Linked DNA regions of Zea mays: all the other regions are linked to region 2. The links are chromatin contacts, called in public Hi-C maps. All regions are on one chromosome and are shown on one strand. The core of a region is the stretch at or near the end of the contact, and the rest is flanking DNA. Distances in the headings are between cores, read along the strand shown. Region 1 holds the start of LOC100278323 (Pentatricopeptide repeat (PPR) superfamily protein). Region 2 holds the start of LOC100383357. Region 3 holds the start of LOC100192791.

Region 1 (4,023 bases), core at 354-2,853, 560 kb after region 2:
CCATACCTCTACTACTGTTCTAGCTGTTTCAATATCTGTCAGCAACAGGTCCTTCTTCTTTGGACGTTCTTTAACTTCTTCAAGAGGGTGATAACCCCGATCTCTCGTGTACTTTGAATCTGGCATTGAGTCTGAATAATCAGCAGCCACGCGAACCTTGATTAGGGATGAGTCTTGATCAGTTTGCAGCCACCAGGGCTGAATTGATCCAAAAGGGTTTCGGCAGCGGAAACTGCAAGAAATGGTTGCAGGTGTTAGATTCGAAATGCAAGAAAGCCATTGAGAGTCAGTCACGATAAGGATTGGAAGGACCTTAGATTAGATAGGTCATGAAATCTTCGGGTGTCAAATGGGGTTTTAACCCAGCTTAAGGTGGCTCCTGACGCCATTGAACACTTTTCAGCAGAGGCCACTGAATGAGTTCTGCAAAAATGAAAACGTAATTGTTAGGCCAAAAAATGCGGATTGCTCAGGTACTTAAAATACTCTTTTCAAGGAATATGTACATAATATGGATGATTCTGCATGGATGGTATTTCTCCAGTCTTGACACAATTTAAACATGCTGCTATGTACCAGATCAAACAGATGTTACTAGTATTCTCAAAGAAAATGATACACAAGAGGGTACCGATGACAAAAGAAAGGGTTAATTTCCTTTTCTGAAAAAGAAAAAATGGCTAAAAATTCATCTGTTTCAAAGGAAGGGAGCATAACTAATATCTGTACCCTCTCCAACATTGAGCACAATATGTTATTCGGTTATTGTGTTGATTATCAATCAAATGCAGCTGGCTGACCAATGAGGCCTACTCGGATTAGAACACGTAACATGGTAAAGTGCATCCAGATGGAAGAAAAATTAGGTCTTCGTGAACACCTTCCTTCAAAGAAGTTAGGCATATCACTATTTCCTGCCCTGGATAATGGCAGAGTTCTAGTCAGATGAACCGGGATAATCCGCTGAGGGAAACGAGACACTTGTGAATGTGCAAACCACTCATGTTCACAAAGATCACATCGAAACCGAACCCAAGTTATGTTATGTTTAGTCCATCCGGCCTAATTCCTCAGTACCTTGTACTGACGGTGGGACCAGATCAGAGCACTTTACCAACTGAAGCCGTTGCAATTACCGTCACACTGCAAATTTGTAACAAACTAATACCAAAGCGATTCAACCGAATTCTCCAATCAATCAAGACTATATAGTTCAGTGAGCAACCGCATGCGAACTGCACTGGTCACGGAACAGGTATCCTCTGTAGCCTGTTCTTCAAGCCAAGCATCATTATAAAGTATAAACTAGTATGGACATTTAAAAGGAAATAAACCAGTATGGACAGTTAAAAAGGAAGCAGTAGACATCTCGGGGACGCCAACCCTCGCAGCGCAACCAGATTGGATACGGGAAGGGCGAGGTCAGCGGCGCTCACCTGCAAAACCAAGGCTGGCCACCTGAAACGAGAGGAAAAAACAAGGGCCGCAGGAAGGATCAGGCGGAGCAGAGCAGAGCCGCAGCGTGCGGCGGCGAGAGCGGCAACCCCCTGCCTCTGCTGCAGGACGGCGGAACACCCCAGGGAAGACGGATCACCGCGCAGACTAGTCTGGCTAGCGACTTCTCTGCCTGTCTTGTCCTGCGCTGCTCTCTGCCCGGTTCCCCCTCTTCCCTTTGGGACCACCGAGAGAGCAGCCGCCAACTCAGTAGCCCAGGGCCCTTTTGGTAATTTGCGCATCCTACACGCACAGCGCAGGGCAAGCTTTCATCACGATTAGAACATTTTTCGTTATAGTCAGGTTTATTTAAATGCACTAGAGTTAATAGTTAGTTGGTTAAAAATATATTTTATTAATAGAATCATATGACACCGTGATTTGATTTAGCTACGTATTTTGTTTGGTTCACGTCACTAACAAAATCAAATAGCTGAAATTGGATTACAGAGCTGAAGGAGCGGTAACAAAAGTGTATGTCTCATATCTGATTACTTTGTATTCGGTTACACAACTGGCCGGCACCAAACAAAATCTGACAGAAACACTTACAGCTAAAATCGAAATACGTTATAATTACACGAACCAAATAACACCTTAATTCAATGCTTTATCTTGAAATATAGAACTTAACTAATAAAAATAGATCCAATAATAAAAATTTTTATTAAAAAATATGACAGGATATGAAGTGACAAATATAAACACCTTAGATTAGTGCCATATTCTTATTTTCAACATCATTCTCAAACTTTCCTTTTTAGTGATGTAATCTATTTTTTTAAAATACAAATTTAAAGATTAATTTATTTATTCTTAGTGTCTTAAACACTTTAAATTATACAATATTTAAATTTTTATGTCACTATTTTAAGGACAAATATGCTCTTATAGTAGAAATCCTTTTTAATGATGTAATCTATTTTTAAAATACAAAATTTAAAGATTAATTTATTTATTCTTACTGTCTTAAACACTTTAAATTATACATTATTTAAATTTTTAGGTCACTATTTTAAGGACAAAATATGCTCTTATATTAGAAATTCTTCTCTCGATTTTCACTAACACCGGCTATAAAAAAGAAAAAAAATGGTACCAGGTTTGAAGACAATTCTACCACTAGAGCCTCTGGGCCTTTCATAATTAACTTTTTCATTTTCATTTTTAAAAGCTCTATGTGAAGATGGGGGAATGATAATGCGATTAAGGTCCTGTTTGTAAGCACATGTTTTTAATAAACTGGTTTTTATAAACTAGAATGGTTCCAAACATACTAATTTATAGAAATCGAATTTTCAGTTTCTTAAAAACCAGAAAGCTAATCTTTCATAGCTAAAACCAGCTTTTGTTTATTCAATTACATCATGACATTGTTGGTTTCATGGAATTTACATCTTTTGCCATCGCTTTTTAAAATAGAGGAAGTATATGCTAGTAATTGTTGTTTAAAAACTAGAAATTTGTTTCTTAGAAATTGAGTTCTAAACATCGGTACTCATTTTTATTTTTATAAACCAGTTTCTATAGACTGAGGATAGAAACTGGTTTGAAACGAATATAAACATGATCCGGCTTGATTATGCCCAACACTGGAGCACATCATTTTTTTAGGGTTCCCTTCCCGTACGAGCGTATCCCTAGGGTTGTTGTTCTTTGGAGTCGGTGAAGTTGGATCTCAAAGTAAATTCCGCATTTATTATTGGTCGTTGGCCTGGTCCCATGCACGTATGCAAACAAAATGACGATGATGAATAGATGCAGTTTGCTTCCTAGTTTTGAATTATAATAACTCGTGCAGCGACCAGATCACTGTGCCCGTGCGTGACATGGTAGAGAACTGAAAATTCTGGAACGCAATCCGTTAGTACTTACATAATAATAAACGGCGAAAGATGTTGCTATTTACAGGATACTGGCATTAATTGCTCAGCCTCCTTCAAATGAAAAAAAAAATAGCACTGCCAGTTTTGGGCAGCATAGCAGAGCAACACTTTTGGCAGACGAAAAGGAATCGAGACGTATGGATAGCATTTGGGCGAGGGAGAAGACAAGAGATGAGGAGAGAGATAAGGCCGGGTCCAGCGCTCGTTCGTGACTGTGACTTGCAGTTTGGATCGGATCAGATTGGAATTTGGATGGTTGCGCCGCAGGCGTCTCCGTCCGCGTGCTGCGTGCACGGGCACGGGAATATCTCACCCATATTCCGTTGGCATCAAAAAAAAAAAGTTCCCCAGCTGCGGCCTGCGACTCCGCGGGCAACGCCGACCGCAGCCTCATGATCGCCCAATTCTGGTTCGTCCGCTTGCCGCTTTTCATTTCTATTTCTTTTTCTTTTTCTGTCAGTCATCACTTTGGTCGCTTTTCTGGAGAACGATGTTTCAGCACCAGGATCCTCTGCATACCTCGCCTACTTGCTCAGGTAAAAACAACAAACTGACAGATGGCACGACAGTTTCTACATGGATCCCTAGTTCCCTACCGAGTTCGTGTCGTGGTAGGAATTGTGTCGACCCGGGCTAGTCCGTC
Region 2 (3,612 bases), core at 757-3,256:
ATTGGGGCAAATAGATAAACAGGTTTTTTCCCTGAGGCATGTGCAGCAGCAGAGATCAATGGATACATTCCATAAGCCACTAAAAAGAACTGTTTTTTCAATAGTACATCGTAGCTCAACGGATAGTGCTCAGTGTGTATGCGGGGAATTACAAAATTAAATCATAGCGCCTTGTGTATCACATGCATCAGATGGTGCTTCTGATAAACATTATGTGTAAGGGAAATGCATAAAATGTAACAGACACCTAAGCAGCATAGCAAAGCATTAAATTGGATGCTACACCAGTCTACCGAACTGTGTTTCTCCAAATCCAGAGCAGAGTGGTTGAATTATCCAACTCAACCAAGATTCAAGCTGCTTGACAGATAATAGCAGCAAAAACTAAAAGCACTCCTAGTCCTGGTATGGAAGTGATAAACGGACAATCACACAAAAAGAAAAGGAAATGGGAAAAAGAGGTTACACGGTAGTGCGAAAGGACCTCTAGCCAAGTTGGTTAGGTGGTCTGAGTAGCATTCCTCAGGTTCTTAGTTCGAATCCCAGTGGGAGCAAATTTCAGGTTGAGGCTAAAAAAGGTGACTCGCTGGTTCCCCTGGTTGTGTGCGCACAAGATGGACTGGCCTATGGGGGCGGATCCTCATGTAGGGACTACGAGGGCTCAAAGCACGAGTAAAGATCTGGCCTATAGGGGGTGAACCCTCATGTTGCATGGGGGACCAGCTTTCATGGCCTTTCTCGGTCGGGGCTCCGATCGAGCTTCTTCTTAATATAATACTGTGTGGGTGGTCTTTTCCCTACTGGCCGAGTTTTTTTAGATTACACAGTAGTCCAGCTAGAATGACGAATTATATTATCAAAAGGTTAAAAATAGTCACGGAGTAATCAAAGCCAGAAAGATGAGTTCTTTCCACATGTCAGGGACACGACACAGGGTGATAGTATTATATTGCTGTTGTTAGAGTGGACGCACTAACCAGTTCAACCCAAAAGTTCTTTTGGGTTGAACTGATTAGTGCTTCCACTCTAACAGTTGTAATAAGCTTTACCTAAGAATTTCTCCTGGTAGGACGAATTAATGCAAAAAAAACTAGTATTCCCAAAGGAGACACCCCTTCGGTCAGCAACAACCAATGTAACTGAGCAAAAAAGCCATCGGTGCTGTACCTAGCACTAGCAGGCAATAGAACAGCAAAAAGAAACAGCTACATGAACCAAGGTAGTATCATGCTAAATCTACCAAGTAATGATTTTCTACAGCGATGTAGATGATGCAGTGATGCACCGCAAATTAAACAAAAAAAGAACTGACAACTCATTGACAGCTGACAGTTCAAAAAAAGGTTATCTTTTTACGCTTCTGATAGCAGCAGGTAGAAGCTACTTAACGCTGGGCATAACTAGAAGCTACAAGACTGACGAGCATTAGCAAAACAACACTTTACCATCCTACGGGTCAGGTCACAGACCTAACAGTAGAGCAAAAAAACCTAGATTGAAAGCAAATTGTTGGAAGCTTGAGCAAGGCCACCCACCTACGGAGACGCCGATGTCCGTGTCCGCGACCTGGTTCTTGCGCAGCTTCCGCTCCAAGTGCGCGGCAATCCATATGGTCCCGAGGGGACCCTTTTTGGCCAAAATGAACTGCGAGTAAAACATCTCCGACTCCCCTCCTTACGCTGAGAAGGGGCGAACCCAGAAAAAAAAAGTCAATTTTTTGCGAAGACAATCGAAGTTAGCTGGCAGAAGACACGTGTACACTTGTAATTAGATCAGATCCGAGTAGAAATGCCAAATAGCGTAAGCTAGGGTTTGGGTGCACGGTTTCGCGCGGCAGGAAGGAAAAAGAAAGGGCGGGCATACCTCCAAGGGCATACCTGGAGGGTGCTCGTCACCGGAGCGGCACGGCGAAGATCTGGCGTCGAGCGGCAGCAGCGGTCGCTCAAGCGTCGCCACAGGCGAGAGGGACTGAGCGCGCACGCGGGGGGTGAAGGGAAGAAGAAAAAAGCAGGGGGGGAGATACTCCCGTGGAAATTTGTCTGTGACAGGAGCGGGGCTTTGCTTGGACTTGGACGCCTGCGTTGGCTGTGAGAACTGAGAAGCTGAAGCTGCTGCAAGCTGAAGACAAAAGTGACACACGTTTCGTGCACTCACCCCTGTGGTTGTTCGGAATATTTTTTTCCAGCCCTGGCGCTGCAAAATTAGCAAAACACCTCCTCGAGCTCGAGCAGTGAGTCTGTGTGTGAACTGACAGTGATGAAGTGACCGTGGCATCGTGCGGAGGAAATGTCACGTGGCTGTGGAGGTGGAGATAGCGTGCCGCACATTGAATTTAGCGGATAAAGTGCTTCCTCTAATTAAAGTTTATTTCGTATTATATCAAATGTTGGAATATTAATTATGAGAATTAAATATAGCTTTAATAAATTTGTCTCGTCTTTTATTATTTATCTGTGTTTTAGTTTTACACTTAGATTATATTTAATATCTATAATTATTATACAAATATTCTATATGGCAAAGACTACAGTTAGTTGAGTGGATCCAAACAAACATTCTATGTGAAGACTACAGATTCAAACACCCCCTGAAATATGTGTTGGCGTGGTTGGATCTCCTATCCGTGTGCATAGGAATGACAGTTGGGCGGGTACCCGTGGGTTTTCGATCCAATAGGGGACATGGCAGTCTACGGGTTCGGCGCGGGTATTGAACACTACATGACGGTTTTCCATAGGTGCGAACAGTATGCAAGCCTAAAATATGGCCCTATAACGTGATATATATAAGGTAGAGGCCCAACTGATTCGCTTGCCCTAAAGTCATCGCTTCCTTATTCCCTGCTTCCTCCATTATTCCCCGGCCACACGTGCACCACCTATTACTCCCCACATGTTGACGCGGCACCGTCCACTACTCCCCCACTGGTCGTTGTGGCGCTGCCCGCTGCTCCAGTCTCTAGGTGCTCCGTGCTCCTCCCACTGGTCGTCGTAGTGTCGCATTTTCGTAGAGCCGAGGAGAAAACTTCCCACCACGTTGAGAAATCACTCAACCTTCCCTCCCTCTCCCATCTTCCTTGCTCTGTTGCGCTTGCGCTGGCCCTAAGATTTACATTGCCTCCTCTCTGACACCTCACCCTCGCCTCCAGTGGGCCAAGCTGCCTCCTCGCGACCTATGCGCGACTGTAAACAAATGCCTATTTTGTTGCTCGGTCCAGGGAGCATTGAGCAGGAGGCACAAGGAGGTTGATTCTTCAGATTTTAATCTGAGATAGGGTTCAAGTCGGATGCAGATTTTATTCTCGAGTTTTGGGTTCGGGTCTGCGAACGCTCTACCTACCCCGAACCTGCCTCGTTAACATCCCTACATGTGCATCAGTCTCACAAATGGAAGTGGGACGACCAAGGTTCAACCTTTGAGTTTCTTAGGCTATCAATAATAGCTTAATGATCATCATCTCATGTTTAAAACTTCACTATATAAATAAAATAGTGTTTACATGACCATATGCATAGTATGTTAGTCATAGCCTTCGATAGAGGAAGCAACATGGTGGCTATGGCAGGTCCTCATGTGAAGCATCTAGGTCCCTAAGTAGTGTGTTTGGTAATT
Region 3 (3,673 bases), core at 400-2,899, 560 kb before region 2:
CACAACAACAGCAACAAACAACACACAAAGCCTTTTAGTCCCAAACAAATTAGGATAGGCTAGAGTTGAAACCCAACATAAACCACAAATCAAGGTTCACTCACGTTCTACATGTTTTCTTTTGGGTTTCATCTCCAATAGAATGGCTAGGTTCGTGTTCAACGTTAGAGATATTTACATAAACAAATCACTCTAAAATATGATTTATACCTCCATGTTTGGCTCATTGACTGGACATAGAATTTCTTCTGCTTCACGCAAGAGGTTCATTCGAAAGCATGATGTAGCAAACAAGTACCGGGACTCCGGCAGCTTCTTCCCTTCATATAACATCAGAAACAAAATCCATAAACCATCCAAACTACCTTTATATAATATATGTGTTACATGGCGAGCATATAACCATCCAAACTTACCTTTCAAAACGTGATATGCAGCATATGGCTGATTGTTGTGTAGGTAGCAGGTTGCTAGCAATTGCACATTGGTCTGTGCAGAGGAGGTAGAGCAAGAACATTTAGTGCCCACAACTATGTTGCAAATGGACTTAAAATTAAAAAAAATAAACTAAGATTTTTTGTGAGCAAGAATTACTAATTGAAAAGAAAGCATTGTAAAGCAGGCACAGATTCAGGTTAATCAGTGAGGTCATCTGCTAAGAAATTGAATGCATAGTCTCATACACACTAAACATGCATTCAAGTTATGTCGACTTTCATCCCACATGAAGACCTATGATCCACATCAAGAACCTAAATAAAAACTAAAACACAAAACCATGCATTCAAATTCCTGAACTTCATCCCACATGAAGACCCATGAACCACGTCAAGAACCAAAATTAAAATTAAAACCCACACCCTCAAGTAATTATAAGGTTAGAAAAGAAAGTGGGTGAGCATGTCCTGTAAGAACATAGAATTCAAGCAACTGAATACCTAATGGGCTATAAATATTGTCACCCCAAGGTTCTGACAAGGAAAAGAACTCACAGGCATACACGTTACTGTAACCAATGCCCATTATGCATAAACACCAGTAGAGCTTTTACCTGTGAAATTGCCTCAAAAATTTAGGCAGAAAATCACCCTCTCCAGTAAAAGTTCACTATGAACCCTAGATGAATCACGCGGGATACTCCAGTTCCCTACACCAGCTATAGAGAGCTGTTCTAATTCAAGCCTAGATAAGCTACAGACCAAAAGCTCACCACTCTGCTACTCTACTCCTAATGCAACCCTAGACACTTCAAAAAAAACGACAGAAGACTACTGAATCGAACTAAACAACGGAGGTGAGCCCCGCGCTCAAATCACTGCCACACGCCTGATCCGACCCCCAGATGTACCATTCCCACGCGCAATACACCGAATCGAGACGTACTAGCCTCGTTAAGGAACATGGATAAAAGGGGGCTACCTCGGAGGGGAACTGTGCGCAGAGGCGCTCGCAGAGGAATATGGCGTTGCGGTACATGAAGAGGCGGAGGCTACTGTGGACGCGGTCTACCATTAGGGTTTCCATCGCCGCCCAGCGGCGGCGGCGAGCGCGGGTGGGCGATATCAAGGGGATTGGGGAAGTAGTGCGGTGGCCGAAACGCAGGCGGCAGGCGCAGCAGGGGAGTGTGAGTGTCCGGACTCTGGTCGTTTGAATCAGCCGTTTGAATCCAGCAGGCTCTTGATTTTTGGGTGCGATGCGATCTGATAGGGCATTCCAAGTTTCCAACGAGTGCCGTGCCTGTGCGAAACAGCCGAGTTACATGGCCGACAAGTGGGCCATAGGGTTCGCTCCGAATATGTGAACGTTGGACAAGCCCGGCTGGGTTATTTGCTATTACAGTTTGAATGTGGATGTTGGAAAGCATGAAAATTGAATTGGGTTCAATTACAAATCAAACATGATACTGAAATGAGATATAATTTCAAATATATTGTTTGGATGTTATTGAATTAGAGTTTGGATTTGTGTGGTCCAATTCCACTCAATACAGAGGAGTAGTGCTCTGTATTAGGAGACGGAATTTCTAGTTATAGTCCAATTCTATGGAATTAGGTCTCTGATTCCAAATCTCAATTTCATGTACAACAAAATAATAAAATTCTAGAAATCTGATTCCAATTTCTAATCATGTGCTCCAATATCTACATACAAACGGGGTATACTGGTTTAAAGTGGCTTCTTCATCATAATAGTACTATATAATATAGTGTTTGGTTTGAGTAATGAGCTAGTCCATCATCTTCTAGCTCCTCACTTTTTTTGTTTGGTTTATGAAATGGAATGAATTGATCCATCACCAACTCATTCATCATAGTTAGTTAGTTAGTTAATACTAATATGAGAAATAGACTTATCCCAACAAATTTGAAGAATTGACCCATGATGCACCACCTCATTTTAGATAGAAGGATTCCTCAACCCAAAAACCCCCTAACAGATTAGGTTTATCTATAATACTCAACTTATCTAAAATAGTACTCCCTCTGTTTTAAAATATATTTCGTTTGACTTTTTCAACCCAACTTTGATCACTCCTCTTATTCAAAAAAAATCCATGGAAAATGAAAAAAAATCTAAATCATATGTCCCTAGAAATGATTGAGACAAGTGCCAATATCGAATGCCAGGAGAAAGCTACGAAGTGTTCGCCTTGTCCCCTAGAGAGGTCATAGACTACCCTATTTATATGCCTAAGGGGAGCACGTCTTTGTAGATGAGGCTGCTTGCCTGCTGCGGAGGGTGTCTTCACGTCCTGTAGACAGCAAGGCCTTTGTACTTCGTTGTTCACTTGAATTCGCTGGTTTCCCGCTGAGAGCCGAGGCTAAGGCTGAGGGTTTGGCTCTATGCCCGAGCCCTCAGGGGAGGGCTACCCATATCGTAGTGGTTGTAATAGGGCTTAGTTATGGAGAAAAGCCACTTGCGGGATGTGTCAGCGCTTCTGTATCTGATGACATTGGGGTGCCCTTGGCTGCAGATATCGAGATCGGAGCCGAGTTCGGGCAAGGCGGAAGTCTTCCCGAGGTGATGGCTGAATCCTTACTGATGTGTGCCACAGTCGACGGAGTGGTTTCCTGCAGGATTCGTGGTATAGCAGGTAGCCGAGGCCAAGCTCGAGCGAGGCGAAAGCGGTATCTGAGGGTGAGCTTGGCGTTGGGCGAGGCGGAGTTTGGGCCCGAGGGCTAGTCCGCTCTTCTGTTGTATTAAACATCCCGTCAGGGGATGGCATGCGACGTGCGTGCACAGTAGCGCGTGTGTAATCATGTTGTTGGTATTGGACAAGACCATAGTCGTCTTGTATTGTACGCCTGTAACCTTGCGTGGGGTAGGTACGCGCATTGAATGCGGCTGTTAGGGATGGCAATGGATGTGATTTATCCACGTACCCGCGGATAAAAAACCCGTTGGGCACGGTTTTGGGTACAAACCTGTACCCGTGGACACGGATACGGGTAGCATTTGGTATCCGTGGATATTTTTAAAACAGGTACGAACAATCAATATCCATATCTGAATACCCGAATATCCGTTAAAGTAACTCGACATGTGGGGTCACTGGAGTTTGGAACCACTTCACGGACCACAGCCAGCCCAACTGCCCAAGTCCCGTACTCCCGTTGCCACAACTGCAGCTATTGTTTGTGAGAAACTGGGAATATTTTATGACTTAACCATG

The links. A called contact is a pair of places that touch in the nucleus more often than the background predicts.
Region 1: a contact with region 2 is called in a Hi-C map of endosperm, with 2.3 times the contacts expected there. The contact joins the promoter of LOC100278323 here to the promoter of LOC100383357 in region 2. A contact is called at or near these places in 4 of 25 Hi-C or Micro-C datasets (ear, endosperm, leaf and 1 more).
Region 3: a Hi-C map of tassel shows a contact between it and region 2, with 3 times the contacts expected there. The contact joins the promoter of LOC100192791 here to the promoter of LOC100383357 in region 2. A contact is called at or near these places in 2 of 25 Hi-C or Micro-C datasets (ear and tassel).

The regions. Positions count from the first base shown.
Region 1 is chr3:171,497,017-171,501,039 of Zm-B73-REFERENCE-NAM-5.0, reverse strand. LOC100278323 (Pentatricopeptide repeat (PPR) superfamily protein) reads right to left here and starts at 1,603. Exons shown (of 13, transcript NM_001151636.1): 1 at 1,437-1,603; 2 at 313-423; 3 at 7-232. The coding sequence starts at 389.
Region 2 is chr3:172,056,692-172,060,303 of Zm-B73-REFERENCE-NAM-5.0, reverse strand. It overlaps LOC100383357, which reads right to left and starts at 2,006. Exons shown (of 15, transcript NM_001176013.1): 1 at 1,864-2,006; 2 at 1,536-1,679. The coding sequence starts at 1,659.
Region 3 is chr3:172,619,685-172,623,357 of Zm-B73-REFERENCE-NAM-5.0, reverse strand. It overlaps LOC100192791, which reads right to left and starts at 1,649. Exons shown (of 16, transcript NM_001358555.1): 1 at 1,420-1,649; 2 at 417-489; 3 at 211-320. The coding sequence starts at 1,524.